3 separate regions of the Mus musculus genome follow, and regions 2 and 3 are each linked to region 1. Evidence: chromatin contacts called from public HiChIP or PLAC-seq and promoter capture Hi-C data. All regions are on one chromosome and are shown on one strand. Each heading gives the region's core, a stretch centred on a gene start, on an enhancer-like site or on the middle of the called end of the contact. The rest is flanking DNA. Distances are from core to core; before and after follow the strand shown. Region 1 holds the start of Srpx (sushi-repeat-containing protein). Region 2 holds the start of Xk (X-linked Kx blood group). Region 3 holds the start of Lancl3 (LanC lantibiotic synthetase component C-like 3 (bacterial)).

The links. Promoter capture Hi-C pulls out the DNA fragments that hold promoters and counts their contacts. HiChIP or PLAC-seq counts read pairs in DNA pulled down with a chosen protein or histone mark.
Region 2: a contact with region 1 is called in a promoter capture Hi-C map of hippocampal neurons, with 6 times the contacts expected there. The contact joins the promoter of Xk here to the promoter of Srpx in region 1. A contact is called at or near these places in 3 of 39 promoter capture datasets (cranial neural crest, embryonic stem cells and hippocampal neurons).
Region 3: an H3K27ac HiChIP or PLAC-seq map of VIP interneurons shows a contact between it and region 1, with 9 times the contacts expected there. The contact joins the promoter of Lancl3 here to the promoter of Srpx in region 1. A contact is called at or near these places in 6 of 39 promoter capture datasets (the 3T3-L1 cell line, embryonic stem cells, frontonasal cranial neural crest and 3 more) and 5 of 115 datasets of contacts at active chromatin or transcription factors (the NIH/3T3 cell line, VIP interneurons, astrocytes and 2 more).

What each region holds. Positions count from the first base shown.
Region 1 is chrX:10,115,603-10,119,558 of GRCm38.p6, reverse strand. Srpx (sushi-repeat-containing protein) reads left to right here and starts at 1,919. Exons shown (of 10, transcript NM_016911.5): 1 at 1,919-2,115. The coding sequence starts at 2,019. Gm33844 (a long non-coding RNA gene) reads right to left here and starts at 1,862. Exons shown (of 3, transcript XR_386890.4): 1 at 1,418-1,862; 2 at 610-698.
Region 2 is chrX:9,271,067-9,275,165 of GRCm38.p6, reverse strand. It overlaps Xk (X-linked Kx blood group), which reads right to left and starts at 2,382. Exons shown (of 3, transcript NM_023500.2): 1 at 1,932-2,382. The coding sequence starts at 2,176.
Region 3 is chrX:9,197,863-9,201,648 of GRCm38.p6, reverse strand. It overlaps Lancl3 (LanC lantibiotic synthetase component C-like 3 (bacterial)), which reads right to left and starts at 1,676. Exons shown (of 5, transcript NM_173414.3): 1 at 847-1,676. The coding sequence starts at 1,419.

The sequences.
Region 1 (3,956 bases), core at 670-3,169:
TGTCAGTCATGTTGATTCTATCCTAGTGCTCTGGGCTCTCTAAACCCCTGGATCTTGGCCCTCTAGGAAGTGTCAGGAGTGGACTCCCTCTCATAGCATGGGTCTCAAGCTGGACCAGTCATTGGCCACCCCCTCACATGTTCTATGCCACCTTTACCCCAGCACATCTTATAGGCAGGACACATTGTAAGTCAAAGGTTTTGTGGCTGGATTGGTGTCCCAAACCCTCCATTGGAATGCCTGGTTAGAGGAGCCGATTGGTTCAGGTCCATATCCCCCTTTTCTAGGAGTCTTCGCTAGGGTTACCCTCATAAATTTCTGGGAGTTTCCATTGCACTAGGAATCTAGCTCTCCCCAGAGTAACCCCACCCACCTTCACTGCCACATTTCCAGTTGTCTCTCCCAGTATTCTCTCCCTCTGTCCTCCCTATACCTGATCCATCCTGTTCCCACTCCCCCAGCGAGACTCCTCTCCTGTCTATTCTATTTGCCCTTCACAGTGAGATTCATGCACTCCCCTTTAAGCCCTTCTTGTTACTTAGCTTCTCTGGGTCTGCTAATTGTAACATGGTTATTTGTGGTTAATATAACTTATAAGTGAGTACCTACCGTGCTTGTCTTTTGGAATCAGGGTTACCTCACTCAGGGTGATCTTTTCTAGTCCTTTCTCATGAAGCTCCTTTGGAGTCCTGGCCAGTCTGTGATAAAATCAACAATTATTCTCTGAAGAGTCTAATCTGAGGGAGGCCACAGAAGGGTCCAGCCTTCCCCATATTTCACAACTGGAGGAGTTAGAAAAAAGTTTTCTCAAATGCCGAAAAGGGTTATATGGTAGCCCAAGTTTGGGGGTTTAGTTAAAAATGGGAAAGGCCTGTTTGAATAAATGACTTAAAAATCTTCTGGCTCTCAATGATCTTGGCCTACGCAAGGGACCACTGTGGCAAGGAGAAAGATCTAGCTCTGCAGTGGATATGATTCCTGTCTAGTCGTCTAGCCGTGGGACTCTGTGAATCCAATGGTAACTGCCTGGATTTTGTCTTCCCCAAATACCTCCAAGAAACCAGATCCATCCTGGGGGCAGCCTAGAAACCTTATCCTGATGCCAGAATGTAGCCATGCCAACCCATAGGGTGGAGGCTCTGGGCTGGTCCTGCTGTTCTTAGGACGGTGGAGAACAACCCAGGAGATGGATAGATCTGGCTGCTGGGAACTACCGCTGAATCTGCGAGGCTGTGGGTAGGCAGAGAACTTCCTGTCTCTTGTGTTCCCCATCACCTGGCCCTTAAATCCCATTCTACACTGCAGCACAGCATGGAATGCATAAGGCCTAGCCTTTGGTAAAAGAGAAACAAACAAACAAACAAACAAACAAACAACAACAACAAAATCTGTAGAATGGGCCTTGGCGCTGGTGTACCTTGCTTCCAATCCAGGGTCTGTCCAAATCAAGTTCCTGACTGACTGTTTAAACTCCGGGCATAGTCTTGAGTGTCAAGCTGGTGAATGGGGCCATGGCATCCAGCTTCAGTGGGAAATCTCAACTCCTAGGTCGCCTGTTTTTCTATGTGACACACAAGTGCTTCTGTCTCCAGCACGCACGCAGGGATTCGTTCCAAGGTCCCAGGACCTCTGCAGTCACTAGTTTGTGTCTTGGTGTTGGGGGCAGGGGGTGCAAAAGGAGCAAAGGATACTTTTGGATGTAATAGGTTTCTAGGGCCTCTAGCTGGAGACCTCCGAGGGGGAACGGCCCCGGTTTCCAGAAAGAAGGGGTGGCACAAAAAAGAGGGGGTGGGCAAATGATGGGGCGGGGAGCCCTGAACCACTCTGCGTTCCAGGGAGGAGGAGGAAGGAGGGCAGGCCCTGACTAGAGGGAGGGAAAGAAGGAATCCACCAAGGAGGAGTTTTCCAGCCTGGCTTTAGAGGCTCTGTCTCACTACACAGCCCCTCGGTCTCTTGGCCTCCTCCAGCCCCTTAAGTGAGCTGTGCAGCCTGCCCTGCGGGGGAAGCGCCGGCTCACCATGGGGAGCCCGGGACTTCGGCCCGAGCTGCTGCTGCCTCAAGTACTGCCGCTGTTGCTGGCGCTGCTGCACGTCCTGCCGAGCCAGGGCTTCCCAGGTAGGAGCTAGGGATTGGGGTGTGTTTCCCCAGTTAGTCATCTAGGAACCTCAGAAGTGTCTGCCGAACCCCCTGCCCTGCAACAGCAGGAGATGGGGGGGGTCTCCCTTTGTTTACTCTGAACTCGTCTTTCGCAGTCCCAGGAAGCGGGTCTGAAAGAGGAGTGTGGCTCCCGATTAGGTACAAGAAACTGAGTTCTCTCTTGCAGCGCTTGGAGCCGGAGCCTGAGCACCTTCTGCTCCTAGGGCTCCAAGGTTTAAACCAAACCCTCTTGGCATAGAAGGCTATGAAGAGAAAGTTTGGCCACGGGCTCTTTTGCTTCTTTCTCACCACACTGCATAGCTTCTTTTGCTCCCCACCCCAACCCCTCACAGGGTTTTGATGGCTGTCAGTGCTCTAGGCCTGACAGTTTATTTTGGGTAGAAGCTCCAAATCTTGGCCCCACTCTGGAGCTGAGGAGCTCCGAAACTCTTGTGGACTTTACTAGCCTAGCCGAAGAGCCTTCGTGCATCCTCTTGTCCAGTCTGCTCCCTGCTCCCTCCTGCTCCCACCCCATCCCCCGAACTGCGCCAAACTCTGGGATTCCGAGAAAGTTTGTTTCTCTAAGGGAGAAGTGCCAGCTGAGAGTGGTGACATGTGGCATGCACTTGGTTAGCACCAGGGAAAGCAGGAAAGGCACAGGATTGTGTTGGAGGGCGTGGTCTCCAACAGCTAAGGGGACCCTGGTATTTACTGGGTTTTCACAGCACAGGGAAAATTCTCTTTGGAAGTGCTTGTTTAAAAATATCTAGTTAACATCCTCACAATGAAATCTCAGGCTTACAGAAGGTGTCAGAGGGGCAGGGCTATTTGTTATGGACCCCTGTGGCCTTGGAATGAAGAGTCAATCTATGCAGGCCCCTTTAGTTGTCTGTTTCTAGAAAGGTGGGCCATGCATTGTAAAGTATGTGAATAATGGTCTTCGTGTTAGACATCACTACGAACAGTTTAAATCGGGGGCTTGAGAAGAAACCCCCAGGAAGGGAGCTGGGTAGATGTAGGTAGGGTGGCTTTTGGTCTTTGAATGTTCCAAATGAGTGGATGGATGGATGGATGGATGGATGGATGGATGACATGTGAGTTACAAGACAGGAGCATTCTTTGTGTTTTGTGCTGATGCTTACAGGTTTGAAGTTTCGTAGGAACTAATTAGGGGCAAAGTGCAGAGGGGGCTTTACCTTAGTTGCTAGAGAAATGTCATTTTATGAGGCTGATGTCTCCACTCACTCCCTTGGCAATAATTGTGTTAAAGGGAGCTTAGAGGGGATCTAAATGAAAGAATCTCAACCTCTGGTTGAGCCTGTCCTAGGGAGGCTCCCCTTTTTCGTTTGCTATCCTCCCCCCTCCTGCTCTCTCCTCCCTGCTCCTTTCTCTCCATCTCTACCCTTATATAGTATAGCTGCCAAGCCTCAGACACCCACAGAATCCTAGATTTGCCAGCTCAGGCACTTACTACAGCTTATGTTTTGGGACTTGCCTTTGAGTTTCTTGGCTCAGTCGGCTAGCCTGCTGGTCCCGCCTCCTGACAGCCAGGCAGCCACCAGGTTCCTCTTTGCCACTATTCCTGTTGATCCCTCACCTGCCCTCTGGCTCCACTCAGGTACCCTGAAGCTTTGCAGGAGCACTTCCCTGGAGGCCTCACTCCCATTTTTTTCTAGTCTATTTCTAGCCTGTTTCTTTAAGAAATATTTATTTTACTTGTTGATATTGTATTTATACCATTTTCCCCTTTGTTTTCTGCCCTGCAAGTCCTTCCCTATACCCCACCCCCTTGCTTTCTAAACTACAGAATACTATTCCAA
Region 2 (4,099 bases), core at 1,133-3,632, 840 kb after region 1:
GAAAACTACTGTGGTAGCTGAAGGATACCAGATTATAATAAAGGAGAAAATTGTATACATTGATGTGTAGGAGAAAAGGCGACACTCAACCGTGTGCCACTCGGTAATACTGTCCTTAACATCAGTTGCTCTGCTGTTTTTTACAGGCAATACTCTATTAACTTTGGCTTGAGTGACTCTTAAAGTTATGAGACACATCTAAATGACAGTGGTGATAGAGGATTCTTACTTTAGGTTGTTTAATGTTGCCCACAAATGACTGAGCATTTAAAACTATAAAGATGGAGCTGCTGATAAAATGCACTACTGCACACTCCCCTTTCTTTGACTGCACACAGAGAACATGATGGACCTAATTGCATTTTGAAAGAAAGTCTGGGGAACAGGTTCCACATCCTCATTTGCCCTGTGTACAAAATGGGGGCAGGAACTGAGGAAGCCTGGATCAACGAGGGAGCGCTGGCTTAGTATGCCTAAGGCCCTAGACCCAACCTCCGCCACCAAAATAATAAACTTACAAATAAAGATACCTACTTCCTGGCAAGGAGTCAATCGGCTAAGGCATGTAGGTATGAACCAAACCACTTAGCACAAGGAACTTTTGAGAATTCTCAGTTGCCCCACCCAAATTTGAGTTCCCTCCCCACAGATGGCATTAAATGATGACGGCCTTGTCAAATCTCACTTACTGAACAGGACCACTAGCAGGACCATGGGGCTCCGTTAAGGACGAGGATTCTCTACCAGCTAATTAAGAGCAGGGCTTTAAGGGTTAAGTAGCCCTCAGCCATTTTTTCTGATTCGCCCCTGACTGTCAGGTCCTCCACAGCAAGTTCTTCTCACTCCTTTCTAGGATTTCCTGGCTCTTCAAGAATGGGAAACCTGGTTTATGAAGTTTGCCACAACTGTCGAACTGCAAGTCGGTACAGTAAGCTAGAAAGGTTGTGTTTAAAATGGCATGTGAGGTTTGAATATTGTGAATTTTTTTTAATTTGTACATAAACTTTTGCTTTTCCTATGGTAAGATAAAAGATATGAAAACAATACATTTAAATTCCCTTCACGTTCTGAGATTAAGGTCAAGTCCGTTTCATCAGTGTGCATTTCTTCTTGATTTGTGTTTATGAAGATTAATTTCTGGGGCTAAGTTGTAGCTTGCTAGTGGAGCATTTACCTACTCTGTACCAGGACCTGGTTTCCATCCACAGCACCACAAACGGCGGTAACCACAAAAATAATGTCTTTTCCAGAAATGGCATTAGCGGTTTCTCTTAACACAAAGCATGTTCCTGTCCTCAAGGCACCTTGTGTACCACATTTCATGACTATGTTTACAATTGGGCACACTCAGAAGACATCTCTGGTATGTGTGTCTGCACTCTAGACAACTCCCATCACACCAAGGGAAAAGTAGAGTACATGGACTTGTAGCCTTGAGTAGATGAACTAAGTCAATTTTCACAAAGCTCGTAGAATAGTGCCTGATAAACAGTTAAGTGCCACACACTTGATAAACTAAATTAAATGACCCACAAGGGCTCTGACTTGAACAGCACACGCCCTTAGAGTAACTTCCAAACGTTTGTACCAGGACCTCCCAAGCCAGTCCTACAGAGAAAGCCACATATTTTCAGGGGACCAAATAAAGACAAAAACTGCTACTCTCTTGGGCCAAACCGAAGTGAAGAGTGACAACTGTCTACGATGGCTCCCGAAATCCGGGCCATCTCGGTTTTAGCGACTGACTGGCTAGGATCCAGTCTCATTCCCAAGATTGGAATGACTTGGGAAGGCAGGGCGGGTCAGCCCTGGTTCAAGCCACCTGTCTGTCCCTTTTCAGGCAAGGTCCCCTCCTCCTTCAGCTGGGGCAGCAGTGGTGGGGACAGCCAGGGGACCGGGGCCTAACGGTCGGTTGTGGGTTCGACACGTACCTGTACAGGGGCCCGAGCTGGAGCAGGTGCATGAGCAGCGCCAGTGGGCGATCGCGGCTGAGGTCGCGGTGGACGAAGAGGAGCGTGAACTGCACCAGGGCGCAGGGCATCAAGGAGAAGAGCAGCGTCAGCACCTGCCACATGCGGTCCCCTGCGGAGCGGTAGGTGCTGCTCAAGTAGAGCGCCGCCGCCGTCTCGGCCACGAACAGGAACACGGACGCTATCACCGAGGCCGGGAATTTCATCTCCGTGCCTCAGGGACTCGCACCGCGGCCGGCGGCGGCGGCGGTGGCAGCGACGGCGGTAGCGGTGGCGGTAGCGGCGACGGTGGCGGTTTCCCGAACGACTCCCAGCATGCTCAGCCCCGAGCGGCTCGCGCGCAGCTCAGCCCGCTGAGGGCTCGCGGGCCCCGGCGCGCGCTGCCACCCGGCCTGGGGGCAACCGAAACAGCGGGGGTGGGGCAGGTAGCGTGGCCCCGCTGGGACACGCCCACGCGCCCCGTGCGCAGCCGCCGGCGCGCGCCACACTGCTCGCTGGCCGCTCGTCACAGACTGTTCCGGGCGGGCCGCGAACCCGTAGCCCCTGACAGCCCGGGCCACGGCCGTCCCGCCCCCGCGCTGGGGGCAAAGTCCCCCCCCCCCCCCCCCAGGAAGCCATCAACCGATCTGGCCCGCCTGCAGCCGCTGGGTCCTAGAGTCCGTTTGTTCTGGGCAGTGCTGGGAGCCCTGTGGCAGTCAATTCAATAAACAACAAGCAGAAGAGACCAGACTTGGGGGCTGGGAGAGTCTGAGCTCCGGATCCACTGTCTGTTTACTGGGCGGAAGAAAAGCCTGATGAAAAGTTCAGCTTGCCCTGCCATTCCAAAATAGCCAGAGCCACTGAGATGCTTTTCAAAGAGCAAATGTATCGTCGTGCATTCACCGTACTGGGAACTATGGTTAACTTTTCACTGAAACTCTTGAAAGCCTCCTTTGTCTTTCTAGTACAGACCGAGAAGGAGCATCAAAGGAGTTGTGGGAGCCAAAGTTTTCTCTCCCAGATAAAACTGCTTATAGAATGTATTGCTGTGTTATTGTGACTAGCTCCAGACAGGTCAAAGACCAGAGCCTAATAAGGAAACAGTTTTCTAGCCCAATGCATACCTCTTTTAGTGTGCCAACCCTACGACTAGCACAGTTTTTTTCACTCACTGTTTACTTAAAAGGTATGAATACAATAAATTCTGAACATACTCTTCCCCTATCCTGCTCCTCCCAGAGCCTTCTCACCTTCCTACCCACCGAACTTCATGCTCTGTCTCAAAAAACAAACAAACAAAACCTAAAAAGGCAAATGTTAAGACCAAAAAAAAAAAAAAGTCAAAGCCAACAAAATGAAACAAAAAATGCAGACAAAAACAGAGTCCGTTTTGAGTTGGCCCACTACTCCTGACTGATAAACTCACTGACACTCAATTGTAATAATAATAATAATAACAAACAGAATTCCCCCTTCTGAGCATGCCTCAATCACAAATGCCTTCTTCATTAGGAGTTAGACTTTGTGTCCACTTCCCCATCTCACTGCTGGGATTTTGTGTGATTTTAACCCATGCGTGTCCTGTGTATATTCACTAAACATTTGACAACCCTTTGGACATCAAGACGAACTCACCCCGAGCCCTCCTCCAACACACACACCCCTCACACTTTCTAAAGTCATTTTCCATGAAGAAATTAGGTGATTTTAGTTTTCAGGCATCTTGGGCGTTTTTGTACTTTGGAAAGAGATACAAATCTAATGTTAAGAGTCCTAAGATATCAAGACAAGAGGAATCCTAGTGGAGAGGACGAGTTGGGCTGCTTCACTTGGTTGGTGGAGTAGCATCCATCGGGAGATCTATTTATAAGGGCTGAGAAGGGAATTCAGCCAAGGCCTGAGAAGTACCAGGCCCTTGCTCCAAAAGGATTATGGAGGCTTATTTATAGAGCTCAGCAGGCCACCATGTCCTGGATCTAGATACACACACAGTCACAAACAGAACAGACAGCAGCACTCTGTGGAGTATTTGTGTAATATTTTATTTGACACCACAGTTAGCTTTAAAGGAAAATTAACAGTGAAGCTAAGAATTATTAATTGGAACACAGAAATATTTAGCATCTGTCTTTAAGGCAAAGGATTATCAC
Region 3 (3,786 bases), core at 427-2,926, 920 kb after region 1:
CATCTAAAGCTGCCTGTCACAAGGGCTGTGACCAAAGGGTCAAGCTAAGTACTGATATTAAGATGGGTTTAAAAAACGCATTTGATCAAACTGAGTATATTTTTGTCTACACTTAGTTATTTTAAAAGACCACACTCGCATCAGATACACATGTATTATGAGTCACAGGGTGAATGTAATAGTAAATAATACAGTATACACATCAGACCTATACACAGCCAGCTTACTATTGGTTACAGGCCCAGGAGTCCAAAAGCAACTTTCCTGCACATCACTCCCTACAAGTTTCATTACTTTTTAAAGACTCTAATGTTCAAGGGCATTCTTGCTAGCACTGTTCAACAGAAAGAAAATAACTACCCTCCCCCCTTGTTTTTAAACACTCACTTTTAAGGGCCACAAGGTCAACCCCTAAAAAGCTATGGGGCGAAGAGGGATCTGGAGTGATGCCACAAACTTCACTGCAAAAAACAAAACAAAACAACACAAAACAGGAGTAAGGCAATGCCAGGTAATCCAACAAAAGGGGGGGGGGGAAGAGAGAAAAAGAAAGGGAGAGGGGGGAGGGAGAGAAGGAGAGAAGGAGGGAGGGAGGGAGGGAGGAAGGAAGGGAGAGGGAGAGAGAGAGAGAGAGAGAGAGAGAGAGAGAGAGAGAGAGAGAGAGAGAGAGAGAAAACACGGGCTGGGGGGGGGGGGGACAAGCACAGCGCACAAAGAAGTAACAAAGAAGTAACAAAGAGTGCAGGGCGGTGCTGCAGGCGTCGAGGAGTCCAGGCAAGCAGGACCCCGCGGGCGCGGGCGCGGGCAGCGGGCGAGCGCCCTCCGGCGGCCGGGATTGCGTCTTACCTCCTGGGCGAGCTTCTGCTTGAGCACGAGCGCGGCGCACAGGTAGCCGGCGCGACCCACGAACAGCTCGTCGGAGCCACAGTCCAGGAAGGAGACCGGCGCGCAGACGGCGCACAGAGCCCGGAACTTGCCGAGGGGCTGCACGTAGTCGGGGCGGCCCAGGGCGTGGTAGACCAGCGTGGCCACCGCATACACGCCCGCGCCCCCGAGCAGAAAGGCAGCACGGGTGTCCGCGTCCGTCTCGCCCCACTCCTCGGCGCGGAGGCACGCGTCGATGAGGCGCTTGGCGAAGCGCAGGTAGCGCTCCCGGGCGGCGGCGAAGAGCGGGCTCTGGGAGACGTGGTAGAGCATGTAGGCCACCCCGGCCACGCCGCTGTACAGACCCCCCTGGCAGCTGCTGCCCGCGCCTGTCGCCCCCCGAGCCTCAGCGCCGCCCCCCAGCGGGGGCAGCTCCTGAAGAATGCGTTCGATGGTGGAGGTGACCAAGGGCGCCACTGCCTCCTCGCACTGGCCCGCCAGCAGGCTGCCCTGGTAGTCATCGAAGCGGTTGGCGAAGCAGCGCTTGGTGTCCATGCTGTCGCCCGCGGGGTCCCGAATGTCGAGCTGGGCACCTTTGGAGGGCGCGCCCTGAAGCCCGGAGCAGTACCTCCTGCTCTCAGAGGCGCGCTCGCTCAGATGGCTGTGGATGAGGTGGTGGAGGATGGAGCGAGGAGGGTGAGACGGGAGGTGACAAGACGAGGCAGGCGCAAGGAGGGATCACGGAGCCAGTGGCCAAGTGGGACAACGAGCTGCCGCGAGGCTCCGGGGTGGCCCGAGGCAGAGCTAGGAATGCGTGTCACACGTTCCCCTCCCAGAGGCCGCGCCCTCTCCAAACCGCCCCCTCTTGCGCTGCCGCAGCTCTGAGGCTCTCCAAGGGGCCGAGGTGATCTCCTCAGGCAGGACCCACGCGGGGCCGCGCCACTCCTCCCGCTCCGCCCTCGGCTCCTCCCCTCCCTGCAGAAGGCCTGGGACGTGCAGGGCACGGATCAGGAATGCTGAGGCTGGCCGTTAGCACACCTGGCAGCAGAGGTGATGACTTCCAGTCCCCTGTGTCCTCAGAGTCTTTGCCTCAGTTCGGTGCCAGCAGCACCTGGAAGCGGCATTAAAAGAAAAAGAAAAAAGACCAACGCAGCACCGGGTGTTTCGTCTCAGACTTAACTGAATAGAAAGTCAGAGTATATACCAAGAGCCCTAGGTTATAAGCATCTTCAGTTAAGTTTGTGACGCCTCTGAACTAGACTAAAGTCCCAGATAATTGACAACTGGGCATCATCTTTCAAGCTCGGTCACAGTGGCGTTTTCATTCAAAGTGTCTCAGTATCAAGAGCAGCAGCACTGTGTGTGTGTGGAGGGGGGGGGGGGTAGCATGCTTTATGTTTTTAAAGGAAGAAGAAGTTCTTGGTGTTTGTCGCCTACTCTATTATTTTGCTTGGCGTACACAGGAATTAAAAACCCAAAGAACCACACTACATTTTGGAAGAGAGTGGCAACTCCCCTACCTCCACCTACCCCTGCTCTCTTCTTTCACTGATCCCTCATGGAATTAGAAAGAGACTAATAGACATCTTTAGATCATTAGCTAGTTAGTACACGGATAAAGCTGTCCCTCCTGTTTATCCTTCACAGAGATTATTCCCATTCTGCTCTCCTTTGTGCTTTGAAACTTAATAAGACAGTAACTACACAAGTTCCCAGACTGCTTAAGGTTCCACCTGAGTGGAAAAGACAGAAAACAAAACACATATGCTACTTTTCTTTCTTATGTTTAGGTCTTTTAAAATAATTCTTCCTTCCAAAAAGTATTGACTATTGAAGGCTGAAGAGGTATTTGTATTTTGAGAAACTGAAAACACAAGTGTAAGTTGTTCATAGGAAAGTTTTTGGCACTCTGTACAGAAAACTACTTCACTTGTTTTAAAGATCACTGCTGTTGGGAGCATATTTGCCACGAAAGTGTCAATGATTGCAATGTATGAAATAAATCATAATGATCCATTTTCAATCTGAGGTGTGTTTAGAGCTCATTAGAGAATCACGATTTAGCAGGAGGAACTAGGCCCCTGTCCATCTTAGTTGGCAGCTGGTGCTAGATGCTCTCTGTTCATCCTAAGGATGAAAAGTTACAGGAAGTTTGCTACATGGCTGCACCTATATATCAGATAAGGAGGGAATCAGGACTGGGAGAGTTTGGTCAGCAGATAAGAGCATTTGCTGCTCCTTCAAAGGTTCTGGGTTCAGTACCCAGCACCCACATAGTGACACATAACTGTCTTACTCCAGTTCTGGGGGATCCAACACCCTCTTCTGGCCTTTGGGAATGCTGGACACACGCGTAGTATACTTATCTACAGGTAGGCAAATACTTATACACACAAAATAAAATTTTAAAATATTTTAAGCAAAACAGAGCAAAAGGATGAAATCTCAAGCCTAGAAATAATTTAGACAAGGCTTTGCATCTTGAATCCATGGGATGGAAAATTTGGGAAAGGAAAAATACTGAAGAGCAGGGAGACTATACCTCCCTGAGGATCTCAGCAGGTGAGGAATTCAGGGGACAGAAAAAGTTAGTAGTAATAGAAAACTCAACATTTCACACCAAATGCATACACCAGCCATTTTTGCCTGACTTTGCAAGGTCATAAAATAAAATACTTTATTTTTGCTGAGTCTCCAGTATGTGTCTTATAAAGTAAGGATCACTGTTTCTTATAATTTTGGAGAGCACTCAGGGGGGTTCAGTATTTGATAAACTAACACCCGGGTCTCTGGAGAGTAGGAGACTTACCCTACCCCACCTTTGTGTGCCCAGCTTTGCCAGACCTTGTTCCCAACAGTTTAGATAAGACCAGAGGTGCAAAACAATGGTTTAGATGACAGAGCATGTGTATTCTCCTGGTT